Linked DNA regions of Zea mays: region 2 is linked to region 1. The links are chromatin contacts, called in public Hi-C maps. All regions are on one chromosome and are shown on one strand. Each heading gives the region's core, a stretch centred on a gene start, on an enhancer-like site or on the middle of the called end of the contact. The rest is flanking DNA. Distances are from core to core; before and after follow the strand shown.

The links. Hi-C and Micro-C count contacts between places; a contact is called where the count stands out from the background.
Region 2: a Hi-C map of leaf shows a contact between it and region 1, with 4 times the contacts expected there. The contact joins the promoter of LOC103653462 here to the enhancer-like site in region 1. A contact is called at or near these places in 2 of 25 Hi-C or Micro-C datasets (leaf and tassel) and 1 of 3 datasets of contacts at active chromatin or transcription factors (leaf).

Annotation. Positions count from the first base shown.
Region 1 is chr4:85,045,245-85,053,158 of Zm-B73-REFERENCE-NAM-5.0, reverse strand. No RefSeq gene overlaps it. Among protein-coding and RNA genes, the nearest start is that of LOC100273073, 54 kb to the right of the region's middle. Within about 2 kb of position 3,153, at least 9 of the 20 cell types and tissues checked have an H3K27ac peak or open chromatin away from gene starts, as enhancers often do. A contact at or near this core is called in leaf and tassel, where this site is marked.
Region 2 is chr4:85,138,538-85,146,451 of Zm-B73-REFERENCE-NAM-5.0, reverse strand. LOC103653462 (agenet domain-containing protein / bromo-adjacent homology (BAH) domain-containing protein) reads right to left here and starts at 3,154. Exons shown (of 6, transcript XM_008680358.3): 1 at 2,597-3,154; 2 at 680-774; 3 at 458-571; 4 at 1-65. The coding sequence starts at 2,945.

The sequences.
Region 1 (7,914 bases), core at 1,904-4,403:
TTGTTGTGCAAAGCCATCGTCACAACTGTGGAAGTGAGTTCACTGGAGGTGGGCGCCAATGTTAGTCCTTGTTCTAGAATACTACACATCAAGAACAAAGCAACACAATTGATAATGATTAGAGAATTTCGTCCTTCGAAGCATTATCTCCCTTGGGATATAATGATCCTCAGACGAAGGTCATGAAGGGCGTACCTTCATCATTTTAGTGAGCGAATGTAAATAAAGACATACATACCACAAAAGAATATGAACACTCATTCCAAATCATTAGATTATTTATATTCTCATTCTATAAATGTGAATAAATATCAATGATATTTATATTACATTAATACCTTCGTCTTAGCAGAAGATGAAAACGTGAGTGTGACGCGAGAGCGATTATCATCCAGCGTGAACAATATGGGGGTACTATTCATCTATTTATAGGCACGGGATGCAGCCCGGACAAAATTACATTTATGTCCCTGTTAACTAATTATAATCACAATGCAAACTATTAAGGACTATATAGTCTTTTCCTCTTTAAGTCGGTATCGTCTTTCGCCTTTATCACAATACCAAGCCGAAGCTCTTTCGGCCGTAGCTTCGGCTTTTGTTCACATCATCTTCGGCTTACATCTTCATGTCACACCTTCCTTTGTATTGTCTTGCTGAAGGTGTTCTTGCCTTGAGGACCTTCGGCGGAGGAGAAGACCCCCAACACCGGTGTAGGGCCAATTCCCCAGGTCGCGGACTGTCCGGGTGAGGGCTCCGGACCGTCCAGGGTTGCCTGGGAAGTCCTCCTAGTAAAATCGGCTGATAACAAAGCCGATGAAACTGATTGGAGGATGCCCATAGTTGATTACCTAAGAAATCCCAGTGTTAGGATGGATAGGAATGTTCGGCGTACGACTTTCAAGTATGTTTTGATGAGTGATGAACTCTACCGCCGAACGGTCGATGATGTCCTGCTTAAGTGCTTGGGCCTAAGTGATGCTATATTAGCCATGGCCGAAGTACATGAAGGAATTTGTGGTACCCATCAATCGACTACGAAGATGAAGTGGTTATTGCGAATATATGACTTCTATTGGCCTAACATAATAGCCGATTGTTTCAAGTACTACAAAGGATGCCAAGTATGTCAGAAATTCGACGACTTACAGTTGCTCCTTGCGGCTAAATTACATCCTATCATTAATCCTTGGCCTTTCAGATGATGGGGATTGGACTTTATAGGAGAGATTCATCCTTCATTATAAAAAGGGCATCGGTTCATGTTAGTTGCCACTGACTACTTTACCAAATGGACTGAAGTCGTTGCTCTGAACAATATGACACACATGGAGGTAATTGAGTTCATAACTGAGCATATTATTCATAGATTCGGCATTCCCCAGACTTTGACTATAGATCAGGGGCTCCTTTTATGTCAAAGGAGGTACTTGAGTTTGCCAAATTATATAGAACTAAATTGCTCAATTCATCTCCATATTATGCTCAGGCGAATGGGCAAGCCGAGTCTAGTAATAGGGCGTTGATTAGCCTGATAAAAAAGAAGATATCTGATCATCCTAAGCATTGGCATAAGATTTTGTCCGAAGCTTTGTGGGCTCATAGAATATCTAAACACCGTGCTACAAAAGTATTTCCGTTCGAGCTTGTCTATGGGCAGGAAGCAATATTACATGTAGAGATAAGTTTAAATGTTGTCAGGTTCACCAAGCAAAATAATCTAACTGTCGGTGATTATTATGATTCAATGATGGACAATATTGATGAAGTGACCGACAAGAGAGTGACAGCCTTAAGAGAAATAGAAAATGACAAGACCATAGTCGCCAAAGCTTACAACAAGAAGGTCAAGGCTAAATCGTTCCAGGTTGGGGACCTGATATGGAAGACCGTCTTGCCTCTAAGGAGCAAAGACCAGAAGTTTGGGAAGTGGTCGCCAAGCTGGGTAGGCCCTTACAAGGTCACACAGGTGATGTCCGGTAACGCCTACTTACTGCAAACCTTATAAGGCAAAGACTTGCCCAAGGCGTTAAACGGGTGTTTCCTCCAGCAGTACCATCCTAGTATGTGGCAAGATTTCTAAGGAAACCAGTGTGATCACATCGAGTTAGTTGCTTTTGGTTCGCTCAGCTCCGCCAAAAGGCAGGGGGTATATATTGGGCGCCAAAATAGGACAACTGGACGGTCCGACCCTGGGAACGGACGGTCCGCGATCCAGACGGTCCACACTGGTGGTGCGGACGGTCCGCGCGCGCAGAATTAGTTAGGGTTCCGAGTTTCTTGTGGATTTGTTAGCGAAACCGCGGATTTAGCTCGAGATACGGATTGCAACGGGTCCAGACCACCCCTCTATATATACATAATGGACTACGATCGATTAATCATCAACAATCGAAGCTATAATCTATACAATTCGCATTTTATCTTGTATGTTTAGGAGTAGCTCTAGTTTAGTTCTAGTTTAGTCTCTCAATCCCCAAATTCTCCGCTTCTCTTCGGCTCTACGTCGATTAGAGGTGTCTAGGTCGGTCTGCCGACTATAGACAAAGCCTAGGACCTCTCTTACCCGACGGGGTCCCTCCCGGGAGTGAGATCCAGGCGCTACCGGTGAACTTCGCCGCCCCTGCGCACGCGCGGACCGCCCGCCCTACAGGTGCGGACCGTCCGACTCGTAAAGAAGAAACGCCAGCCTCTGTGTTAGGTCGCGGACCGTCCGACCCCTGGCCGTAGACCGTCCGCGCCTACGCAGAGTGCACCGCCGCCAATTCTTAACGTAGTGATTGGCGTCCGGATCGACACCAACACACCCGCACGGCTGCACCTACAGGACAGGATAGGATCGTTCATTTGCTTGCTTCACATATAAAATTTAGTCACCCTCATAATAATAATACAAATAAAAAACATACACGGTGAGAGTGAGAGTGAGAGAAGTGAACACACGTGAAGACCCCAGCCTCCTCTGTCAAGTCCGAGCCTCGTAGTAAGCAAGCCATCAGAATTCATAATCCAAACGAGATACTCCTTCTACTGACTACTGTACTCGGCTCTGTTGTTGTTTTACTTCTTGGAGACGCGCGTCGGCAAGGAAATGGGAACGAAGGTCGAAGGAGATGTTTCAGCCAGAACAGAGAATCGTTTGGCAGGCCGTCATCAGCCATCAGGCCCGCCCTCGGCCCAATTATCTCTGGAACCAGCCCCCTGTACCCTCGCCAGCGGCCGCCCGACCTGTTTGGTTCAGATTTTTTCTGATCAGCTTTTCTGAAAATCTGGTTGTGGGAAGAATCTGGCTGTGAGGAGAATCTGAATATCATTACGATTACGTATGGGGGAAGATAAAGTTGTTCATAGGGCTCAGGATCTATAAAGTGACAGATTTCTACTATTACAACGACTCAACCGATTATGTGTTTATGTTGATTTTGGATGGTTTTTGCCCTAACGAATTTTATAGAAGCTGGCTGAAAAGCTGACCGTTTGGCAGTCCGCAACAGCTTTTGGTGGCCAGAAGCTGCCAGAAGCTGAAACAAACATGGCTAATTATCTTTTCCTAAGCAGCTCCAAGAGCTTTTAAAAATATATCTCCTATATATAAGAATTAAAATCTCCTTAAAGGCCATTATCCCTAAAATAAAGTTCACATTATAACAACTCACTTTCTTTCCTCAAAACTCGTTTGATTCTTTTTTTCCCTGCTCGCGCCGCCACAAATCAGCGAGCTTGATGGACAGTGCCCCACTTGCTGCCGTCTGCAGCGCTGACGAGAAAGTCTAATCAAGGCTGAAGACGAGCAGCTCTGTAACACCTATAATTTGAGATATAAAATTTATTTTCTAATATCCACCAAATTCAGATGTTATCCTCTTTCTTTTCTTCTTTTCTATATTTTTTCTAAATAGTGGAGAGTTATTTCACTATATATGTATATAAGTTTTTAACTTAGTAAAATTAAATCCTAAAGAAACTTTGATTGTTACATTCATACCGTTGCATAATGTTTATAAGTGCAAAGGTCCTTGACACATAGCAAATTATCTTGTGAATGTTTCTGATAATTTTTGTGAGACTTTAGATTATTTCTCGCCTGTCATACATGAATATCATTCTTTTTCGGGAATTAACTAAAAATATTATGGAAACCCAATAATATATATATATCTCATCGAATCTGTTCTAGACCTCGTGTCGTTTTCATGAGATCGTCTGTTGGGGGCCTTCGACTTTCGAAGGTCCTCAAAAACAGGATATAACAGTATTTCTGGAGTATAATGTGTGAACAGGTACCTTCGGACTCAAGTCGGCATCACAGCAGACCAGAATAATACGAAGGTTGATACAGCGCCGAAGGTGTGAGCAAGAAAGCTTCGGCGTGGCAGCAAAAAGTGAAACCGACTTAAAGATGAAAAGCCAGATTAGACCTCGAAGAATTACTATAGAGTTATTGATAAATGTAAAGGGCATTAATGTAATCTTGCATGGGCTGCGACCCGTGCCTATAAATAGGTGAACAGTATTCCCGTACTGTTCACACTGATTGGGCATTCGCTTTTTGCGTCACGCTTGTACTTTCATCTCCTTCAAGTTGGAGGTACATTTGTAATTCAACGTCATTTCTGTTTATACTTGATAATAATATATGATTATTTATGTTGTCCTTTATATTCCCTACAATTTATCCTTCGTCGCTGTATAATGAATTTATGAAGGTACGCCCTTCATAACCTTCGTCCGAAAACCATTATATCCTAAGGGGAATAATGCTTCGAAGGACGAAGGACTTTACCGATTAACATTTTCTATGTTGCCTTGTTCTTGACTCATAGCATTTGAGAACAAGTCCCCAACATTGGCGCCCACCTCCGGTGAACTCACTTCCACACTCTGAGTTTTCTGAGCACCTTCGGCGATCACGTTATGGCACCGAAGAAAGTTTCAGCAACTGGTACTGCAGCTCTTCAACCGCTGGACCACAATCAGGAGACTGTCTCTCTTCGGGAGGCCCGAAGCCAGAAAAGGAAGGCTGTCAGCCCGACACCACCAGAGGACGAAATAGATCAAGAAATCAGAGACATGGAAATGCTTCATCAACAGGTGCAGAGGAAGAAAGAAAAGATGGCCAGGCTAGCTGAACTGCAAAGGCAGATAGACGAAGCCTCTGAAGAAGTTCGTCATCTTGCTCAGGATGAGCAGCACCGAAGGCCTCAGCACCAAGACCTTCATCAGGAGGGTTTCCCCAACGAAGATGACTGGTATGACAATTTCCATCATGGGAATTTTGTTTTCGATGATGCTTCTCCTCTGTCCGCTGAGCTGCAGGCTACACCTTGGCCTCCGTCCTACAAGCCGCCTCAGCTTCCCGTATTCGATGGCCACTCAGACCCGAAGCAGTTTTTGATGAGCTACGAAGCAACGGTATCTTCGTATGGTGGCAATGCTGCAGTCATGGCCAAATCTTTTGTTATGGCTGTCAGGAGCGTCGCTCAAACCTGGTATTCCTCCCTTCTACCAGGAACGATCACTTCATGGCAGAAGCTGAAGGACTTGTTGTTAACTAGCTTCCAAGGGTTTCAGACGAAGGCGATCACTGCTCAAGCTCTATTCCAGTGCACCCAGGATCACGAAGAATACCTTCAGGCGTACGTCCGAAGGTTCTTGCGTTTAAGGGCACAAGCACCAACGGTGCCCAATGAAATTGTCATTGAGGCCATGATCAAGGGGCTTCGGCCAGGACCGTCAGCTCAGTACTTCGCTAGGAAGCCTCCTCAAACTTTGGAGAAGCTGCTCCAGAAGATGGACGAGTACATTCGGGCCGATAATGATTTTCGCCAAAGAAGGGAGGAGGCTTTCCGGTTTTCTTAAATGACCAGGGGCTTCGGAGGAAGGTTCTATCCGAGGCACGTTAGATCAATTCATAACTCTGCCCAAAATGATGATCGAGGGAGCCAACAGCAAAGGCCACAGTGTCCTTCACAGGCTTCGGGGCAACAACAAGGCTCTTTCCGACCACCAGCTCCAAGAGGCAGAGGCGCCAGGGGCTTCGGCGGAAGATTTGGAGATCAACCAAGAAGAATCTTTTGCTTATTTTGCGGTGAGAACAAAGGCCATACCACCAGGATGTGCCATGTTACCATCCAGAAGCAAAAGGAAATAGCCGAAGCCGCAGCACAACAAGCTCAGCCGAAGCAGGTCATGCATACTGCTTCGTATCATTCGCCCTACATCCCAGAATATGTGGGCAATCACCCTGCAGTTTCTGTTGCTTCGGCAAGTCAACCTCAAGCTTCCTGGCAACAGCCTCCGCTTCCACCTCCGCTGCAACAAGGCCAGCAGCCAGAAGGGAGCCAGTATGCTCCACACCAAAGGGACTTCAGAGAGCAGTCCGAAGCTCGTACAGTCAACAGCACTGTGCCAGAGTCAAAGCACATCTATTGACAAATATCCTACCTTAATAGCAGTCTTTCTTTTTCAGTCTTATTTTCTGTGTAATAAAGGACATTGTTTAGATTTCATGTAAACAGTTTCGTTGTTTGCCACAAGGAAAATATATTTTCTTCACAGGCTTAAGTTGTTGAAGTTTAAAGATTTGTGATAACAAAGAGGACCTTCGAATTATCGGAAATTCTTCGAAGCAACAAAAAGTCGTTCTAAGGAACGCAGAGTAAGTTTGCCGAAGTCACAAAAAGCCGTTCCAAAGGGAGCGCAGTGTAAGTTTTCTGCTCCAAAGTCGTTCCAAAGGGAATGCAGAGCATACAGCGAAAAGTCAACGCTGATACCGCCTAAGTAAAAGGCGAAGCGCGAAAAGTCAACGCGAATACCGCTGAAAGTAAAAGGCGAAGAAGCTCCTAAGGGAGGCTTACAGCGAAAAATAAACGCTGATTCCGCTGAAGTAAAAGGCGAAGAAGCTCCTAAGGGAGGCTTATAAAAGATTGTGTTTTATTGTAGGGATGCGTATGTATCTTCGGAATGAACATCACCTCACATAGCATAACATCATCGCATCATTTCGCATAGCATAAGCATCATACATCATGTTGCATATGGCACAAGAAGTGGACACCATATTGATCTACAGAAGAATGTTTTGAAAAAAGGGAAAAATCATAATGCCACAAGGAGATACATTATTGATCTTCGGAAGTATAGCTTCGGAAAATATCTTCACGAAGCTTGGATATTATTCAGCAGAACACTGGATATTGTTGGGATAAAGAAAAATTCTTCTTCACGAAGCATGAAAAGAAGGGAAGGTGTTTTTTCGTCAAAGACTCAAAAGCGGTACGTGTAAAATTTCATGCATCGTAAAGAATTGAACAATAAAAATAGGTATATTACAGTCAGGATTACAAAATGTTACAATATATCACATTTCAGAAGTTTTTACAATAATACTTAATCTTCTCTTAAGACAACTTCTGCAGCCTCATTCAGGAGCCGATTGACGACTTCGTCCATAATAGCTTCGGCCATCTTTTTAATTTCGTCGTCTCCTTTCGGCTGAAGGCCCGGAGACGCTTTAGCAGGATCTGAAGTAGGACAGGATACGGCTGCATTGCTATTACAAATTGCAAATGGAGCTTAAAACCAAAAATTACAACACAATAAAACTATTAGTCAATACCTAACTGCCCTTCGGGCTCTGCGCTCTTCTCAGCAGCCTCAGCTACTTCTCTAGCATCGTGTATGCCCTTTTCACTTTTTCGAATAATCTCTCCGGCCATTTCTCGGCCACCATTATCCCAGATATCGGTGAAAATTTTTCCACCAATCATGCTAGCTTCAGCCGAAGGATCTCTTGCATCTTCGAAGGACAAAGCAGCTTCGGATTGCGCTAAAATTTTTACATGTTCGCAGCCCTTTTTCTCTAAAATGGTGGCAATTCCTCTGGCACCCGAGAAAGCACATATATCTCCACGG
Region 2 (7,914 bases), core at 1,905-4,404, 93 kb before region 1:
AGATCTTCCACATAAGCAATAAGTCTCTTCATCTCTTCACTCATGATGAATACAAAACTATGCACCTACAAGTATAGCAGGAATGCATCAGCTAAAGTTCAACCTTCAAAACTTTACTACACGAAACTAAGAATATTGGCACATCTACTTTTAATTTTGTATTTCTATGAAGCCAAAAGGTTCCTTAATATCATCTCAAAGTAAGAATATGAAGAAAAAAATGTCGAGTAAAAGAAGCCTATCTTCAAAAAAAAACAGTTCTATCTTTTGAAATTGTCCAAGTAATATTCAGGACTGTGTGACATTTTTTATGGCAGCTCAGTTTCATGTCTGCCTAGGTATGGTGTTTGAAATGTAAGTGTTATATTTGATTGACAAAGAGCAACGAGTAGAGATGCACACTGCACATAGCTAAAAAGACAATATAAAAGTAGCCAGAGACAGCGAGTGGGCATACCGAGATAGTAATTCCTCTACGGCAGAAAGATTTGTAGTGCTTCAAACGTTGTGGGCAATAACATGGAGCTCCTAACCATGTGAAGACATTTGAAGGTTCCCTAGAAGAAACATCCTGAACAGGCGTAATAGAAAATGCATTAGAGAAGGTGAATTATCGATGATTCGATGGTGCTTCCAAGACATAAGAAATGCAAGATGACATAGCAAAACACTTCTGTACCTTCGAAGCAGTAACTTGTGTGCAGTTGTTAACACTGTCATCATATGAATCCCTACTGCACCTAGTTGCCATTGAGGAGGAACCATAATTATGACCTGCAAATGAAGCATTCACAGTAAGAAAATTGCCAATGAAACTTTAATGGAAACCATAGCATGGAATGAAGTAGACAATTCTGCACCTAGGCAAAAGCAAAGCAACACAGCAAACAAAACAAAGAACAAAAAAAACAGAACAGAACGAGAAGGAATGATGAGAATCACAAATCACCACTACAAACAGCAAACAAGTTGGAAATCACATTTACTTGAGAATAACGTCCCACAATTTGGGTATAATATGATCCTATTTTACATATCCAAATATCGGAAAGATTTCCCACTTCATCGTTAAAGCTCTCAGCACAAAGCCAGACAAATGATTTTCACTAGAATATGTTGATTCATTTGTGCTAGAATTTATTGCTTTTCAAAGAAACCAAGGCTTTCTTTTGCATGAATATTCAGTATACAGTCAAAGTACACACTATATGGACTTGTGGATCCGCTCCATAGAGGCATCAGGGGAGACCATAACACGGGAAGGTCAAAACAGCACCTGATGGAGCATACATTCATGCTGCTGCTTCGCTTATCTCTATTCCCAAATGCCAAGGTTATGCAATTGGCCCAAAGGAAGCCAGCAGCTGCTTCCACTGGGGCACACCTGTATTCTCCATATTCCTATGGAAAAGGAGAAGGCGTGAGTTTTGCTGGCAACCAAATTATTACTGAACAAGCCGGGCGAGATCATAGTCATTCCTAGAAGAACAATAAAGCAACCCAAAACCAATTTTACTAAACAGAAACTCAGCCAATGAACAGCTAACGGAACACATGGAAATCCCAACAGCTAAGAGGCATAGATCTTGGTCTATCAAGAAGCAGTCTTCCTGAACATTAGAAAGAGAGGCGAAATGCACTAACTCAATTGCCGAACAAATTTAGTTAAACAAAAGGACATAGTGCAGGAATCCTCTAATGGTCTAACCGCAAAATGGAAAAAAAAACGATACGATTAAGACGGTTTTTCTTGCCAAACAGGCTAGACACGGCAGGAAATGGAAGTAATGTTTCGCAGCCGCGGCTCCCTCCAACAGCCAAATGGAAAATACGAGGAAGCAAAGACATCTTCTTGCCACATATGGCTAGCTCCTAGACACGGTGCCTCTTCTGGCCAAATAAGGTTAGACAAGCAAAGCATCGGTGTCTCCAGCCTTCCCCCGTTACAGAATCCCCAAACAGCGATTACGGTTTCCCTTGCCCAAATCAGGCTAGGCACAGCAGGAAATGAAAGCAAAGCATCCGCATACTTTAAACTAAACCTAATCACAACCCTAGGATTCCGTAGAGATATCGCGTCCATAGAACAGCAGATTCGCTGAGCGCGTCAAGATTGTATAAACAGAGATCATCCTCCCTGACATCAAATATGCAAGAAACCGTGGACTGCAGCGGGAAATGATCGAGACGCGCGCCGGAGCCCAAATCCAGACATGGAGCACATCTTCTTGCATATTTGACGGAGCACGCAAATATACTGGAAGAAATCCTTTGTCGCCGTATTAACAAATCAACCGACGGTCCGCCAAGGAATTCCAGACATGGAGCACGCAAATCAACCGAAAAAATTTGTAAATCCCAAAAGCTCTCATGTTTCACGGCGCAAAACGAATCCAAACACGCACTCACGCAGAGAAGCGGAGCAGAACATGAACCGCCTTCAATCGAACCAAAACCGGAGCGATTTGAAAGCAAAAGATAGCACCAAATCGAGCCAAAACAGGACCAAACGCGCCGAGCTCGGAATCATCCAAATCTACATCCAACTCCAGAAAGCACAACCCGGGTCCCGAACTCCCCGGCACAGAAATCTTACCAGAAACGAGGGAGGACAGCCAGTCCACGACCTCCCGTCTGGACCGCCACCTCCTCGGAGCGCCGCCGTCCGCCCCAGCAGCCGGCAGAGGCGACCGTGATGGCGACGGCGCGACGGCGACCGCCCCGGCGGCAGCCGCGAGCGCGCGGAGGAACCGCCCCTGCACGGCGTACGACATGTGACGCGGGCTCCGCTCCCGCCCAACCACCGCCAGCTGCTTCTCCTCGCTGTTGCCGCGGAGGTAGTAGTGCACGAGGCGGCTGCCGCGGTCGTTGGACACCACCACCTCCTCCCACTGCGTCCACCGCCCCCTCGCCGCCGCCAGGGCCGCTGTCGCTGCCTCGTCCATGGCCGCCGCAGTGGGACGCTAACCCTAGATGGGCTCGGCTTGGTCTCCGCGTGTGGTGCGTATCGCGTCGCGTCGGAAGAGGTGAGGCCTCGCACGAGGGAAGGTCAGATTTGGGGAGAGAATAATGTGGGGGTGGGCGAAGAGAGAGGACGGGGAGGGATTTGGTCTTATTCGGGGCGTGGTTAAGACATTAATAACTATGCGTAGATAGTTAAATTTTTAAATTGTCTTATGTTATATTAGCTGAAGCATATATTCATACATAAATTATATATCGTTTTATCATCAGTCGTACCTTCAGCTTTCGGCTCCATCTAGTTGAATAAATTTGGTTGTGGCCGTGGTCGTGTTTTACGACTGCGCCAGGGCAGGAAACGTGCACAGGTAGAGGAGCAGCAGCAGCGCGCTCAGCCTTAGTGCATGCACAGACGGCCGCCGCATCGTGTCTTTCACTGTGGATAGGCGACGGAGAAGGCGGCAGCAACGGACGCGTACGTGTCCCCAGGCTGCATGACGTAGGTGACGAGCGTCGTGGCGTTGTCGTCGACGGCCGGGCACTGACAGAAGACGGGAAATGTGACCATGGTGCCGACGTCGAGGTCGGTGGGCACCAGCGTGGGGTTCACGCGCTCCACGGCTTGGTACTGTGTGAGGTTGTGCAGCTTGGTGGTGGAGATGATCCAGTAGATGTCCCCGGGCCGATCTGGTATTGCATCGGCGCGTACGAGCTGGGGGACCAGGAGGGGCAGCCGCACTGGAGCGGCACGAGCAGCGGCTGCCCGTTGGCGGGCACGGTCGTGGTGGAGAGGTTGTTGGCGTGCGCGACCATGAAGCGGCTGACGGCGAAGAGGTCACCGATGGTCGTGAGATCGAGCGGCACGCCCGCGAAGCCGGCGCGGTAGAGCGCGTACACCTGGTACAGATACGTGCGGTTGGTGGGTCAGTGCTTGCATAGTGTTCTGCGGCTTGCATGCAGCTGCTGCGAATTGCATGCTTGCATGCAGTGGGAGGGTAGGTGGCGCATGCCACGCGCGATAAGGGGAGGCGGGAGCACGGCATGGTCTACGTTAGCTTCTTAATAGTTAGTAGAGATAGATATATAGTATTTTGTCTAGTCTAAATTATCGTTTTAATTCAAAGCAAACAAACCAGCTGATGTTACTAACGGTTGGTTTGAACGTTTTAAGCTTTTTGGAATACTGATCATATAGAAATTTCATACGAATAATTTTATTTTAAAAAAATACATGAAACAGAAAAAAAAATCCATATTCTAAAGTGGTCTTATATGTCCCCATAATTTACGGTGCAATATGTATGGCTTGATATTGATCTAAACAAGTTACGGAAGTTCTCTATTTTTTTATAGGAGGGTTAGTTCTGACCTCAAGTTTTCAAAACCTTAATATTATTGTTTTTTATAAAACCTAGCGCAATTTCTAAATTGTTAGTCTTTTGTGATCGTTGATGTACTAATTATAGAGACTAGTGAAAATATATGTGTGGCACGCATGTGATAAAAAAATATTATATATACAAGATGTTTATATATATCTATATAATATTATATACAAGATGTTTACATATACCTATATAATAACAAATTTGTTTGAATATTGTTTTACAATATAATTAGTTATGATACATATTTAAATTCTTCGTCGTGTTATTATAAAAGGTCTAAGTGGTAACTAATTAAATATATAAATAAATAAAGTGATCCAGACAATGACCTAAAATTACAAAGGACATGCTGTAGTAATAGGAAGGATACGAAATCTCTGTTCATGTGAACGACGTTGCAATTATTTATTTTTGCGCTAAAACGACTGATATGTTCCAATATTGTAAGCGCGGACAGATTATTAATTAGTTTAGCCATTTCACAAAGTAATGTTCGTGTAGGAAGTTTAAGTATGCACAAAAGGAAGCATCTAGCATTTAAACAAACAGATATAGAATAACATTGATATTTATCACATCAGAGAGGTAAATTATGAAACTTCATTTCATACTGATGCTAATTAGATATCATTTTTATATAAACTCGATAAAAATCTATGTTCCTATTGTATTTTAGGACAGGAAGTATAGCAGTATAAACTTTACTCTTGTACTCTAGTAGTAGTGTGTAGCATACACGGTACAATTTTCTATACATCTTTCCAGTTGGGTCGATCTGAAGCTGAAGTTAAAGAACGGGTGAAACAGCACGTAGAAAAGACTAGCGAACAATCAGTTTCTGGCCTGCATCACGGTCATGATTTTCTCAGCGGCAGCACACAGATAGAGCGGATCAACGACGTCATACGAGATAGAAATCCAACGGGTATGATATATAAAAGAAAACTGGATTTTATACTATAGTACAGATACAGATAAAAACATCCAACAATCTCTATTTATTGTTTTTTCCCTCTCGTGATTGTCTCAATGAAATTGCTCCACGCAATCCCCAAACCGCCTTCGCTACTCATCCATGTTCTCGTGTCCACTCTCCCCACATGCCTTCTATCTCTAGCATGTGCCCTCTTTTAAGAGCGAGAACGGGATATTGATTTTTGATTGTAGTCCTTCACCGGTAGAATCACAGTTATCGTATTTTTCACAAAGAAACGGCAGGCCAGAGGTGAACTAACTAACTCGAACTTAAATTGAAGTGTAAATTTTGATAAGGGTACACACTAGTGCATTGACAGGGTAAATACTATAAAAGGATAGGTGTATGAGGAAGAAACGGATATGGGCCCTAAGGTCTGTAGCAAGATAAAGTTACCTAGGAGGACAACAAGGAGTAAAGAACCAAATTATTAGTTTTACTATGTTGCAAAGAATTATTCATGGTTAATCATATGTTTATCGAATACAGGAAAGAATTTGCATCGAGCGAAATCTAGAGAGAGATAGGTGAAACACCAAAGGTAGCTAGTTATCACCTACGAGCCTACCAGACGATAGGGTTGGGATACACATGTCACACTTTCGCTATCACTAAAAGGGGCTACCAACCATAGTTGTGTAGATACGATGACACATTATGACAATGGTCAACCGAAGCCTCAGCCAAGCAACTAGGACTAGGAGTGGCTTATTACACCGTCAAACTAGACGAGACTTGATAAACAAAGACTAACACAATCCTAAGCCTTGAGTTTAAGTGCTCCTAGAGTACCGCAACAATAACCAAAAGGTATATGCAAAGTAAAGTAATACTTCAATTTAATATTTAGAATAGAGGTAGTACTCACAGTAGAACACAAGATAATTGGATTTCACTTGATAGTCGATGATACAGAAGAGATATATCCGACGACTCCAAAGAAAAACCCGAAACACTTGAGGTAAAGCTTAGACTCACTCTAGCTCCTAGAAACTAACCTATACTACTAAAATGAAAAGAGGAAGCTCTCTAAGGTATATCTACTCTCAAATTTCTTATTTTCTTCACAAATGGGCTCCTATGGGCTATTTATATCATCCCCATGCCTGGGGATATTTGTAGCTTCCCAAGGTCGGTTTACAGGTTAAGTTAGTTCAAATGGGGTGAAGTGGCAAGCTAGACAACTTCCACGTGGACGACCGGCCAGGGAGGACGTCGACCGGCCTCCTTGGTCCCTCGATTTTGTATCCAACGGTGCATACTCCTCCTTCAGGTTGGTTTGAGGTCGGTTTGGCAGTTAGAAGCATTCACCATTGGATCCAATGTGTGTTTCCTTTTTGACCCTTAGATTCTATAGCACCCAAAATCCTATTTTGGGTAAATTCATCCTATGACGTAAGTAAATGTCTTTCCAAATGAGAGATTAAATAAAATATCCTTATATGAGTTAAATTATACTTTGTTGAACTATATAAGTACTATATAAAGGATTTAAGTCAAAACATTTCTTATTGAAGACCACATACTAGAAATTATTTTCTTTCTATTAAAATAAATGAGAATGATAGATTTGTGAATGGGCCTTTAGACTTAACTACACACACACACACAAAATATAGTATTTTAAATAAGTATTGTATGTGGGGCATTTTACCTAAAATAAATGAATAAACCAAATGATATAAAAATGGTGTATTTATTGTTTGTGCATTTGACCTTAATTTGAATGTGTGAAATAGAACCAAATTTGAGATTTACACTTAAAGATAAAAAAACAAAACAAAAGAGAAAAATAAAAAGGAAACTTTACATGTGTTCTCAGGCCACTCCTCCACTTCTTAGCCCAGCCAGTCGGTCATAGCCCGGCTCGGCCCAAACTCCGCTCGCGCCTGGCCCATATACCAGTGCTCGCGCGGTCTCCGCCACACTGGGCCCGCTGACCAGTGTCGTCCCCGCACGGCTTGTGAGCTTGTGACTGCCATGTGGGGCCTCCTTGCCAGCGTGCGCTTCATGGTAATCATAATGAACCTCATCGAAAAATCCCAGGAAGTGATCAACCGGTCGATCCTTGATGCATTAAAGCGTGTGTGAACTCTGCACCTAGGCTATAAGACCAAGCCGTCGTGACCCTCCTCGCCCCATCAAGCCATAGTACCGAGAAATCCAAACCTCAGTGAGTTTGCACCGTGAGGGAGAAACCAGGCGTGAGGGCGCCACCGCCAACCTACTCCTGTGTTGCTTCCTTGGCCTCGGCGTGCGGAGCAAGGGGGTGGTCGAAGTGCGGTGATGATGTACGTGGCTGGGAAACGTGGGTTTTAGGCTGTGCGCGGTTGAATTCCTCATCGGAGAAAAATAGCGTCCGCTGTGCTAGCCTACACCATGGCCGAGAGTCCCTGCGTCGCGATTAACTGGTAAGATATCCTCCACCAAGTTCGGCGTGTTCTCCTCTATGTTTCCTCGAAATTGTGTGTGGGGTAGACCATTACATCGAGGTTTGGTCGGGATTTCAGCGTGAACGCCGTCGTGCTCTGCTCGTGCGCCGCCGTCTGGTCGGCTGGGGAAGGAGAAGTTGATCAACTGTTCGATTCC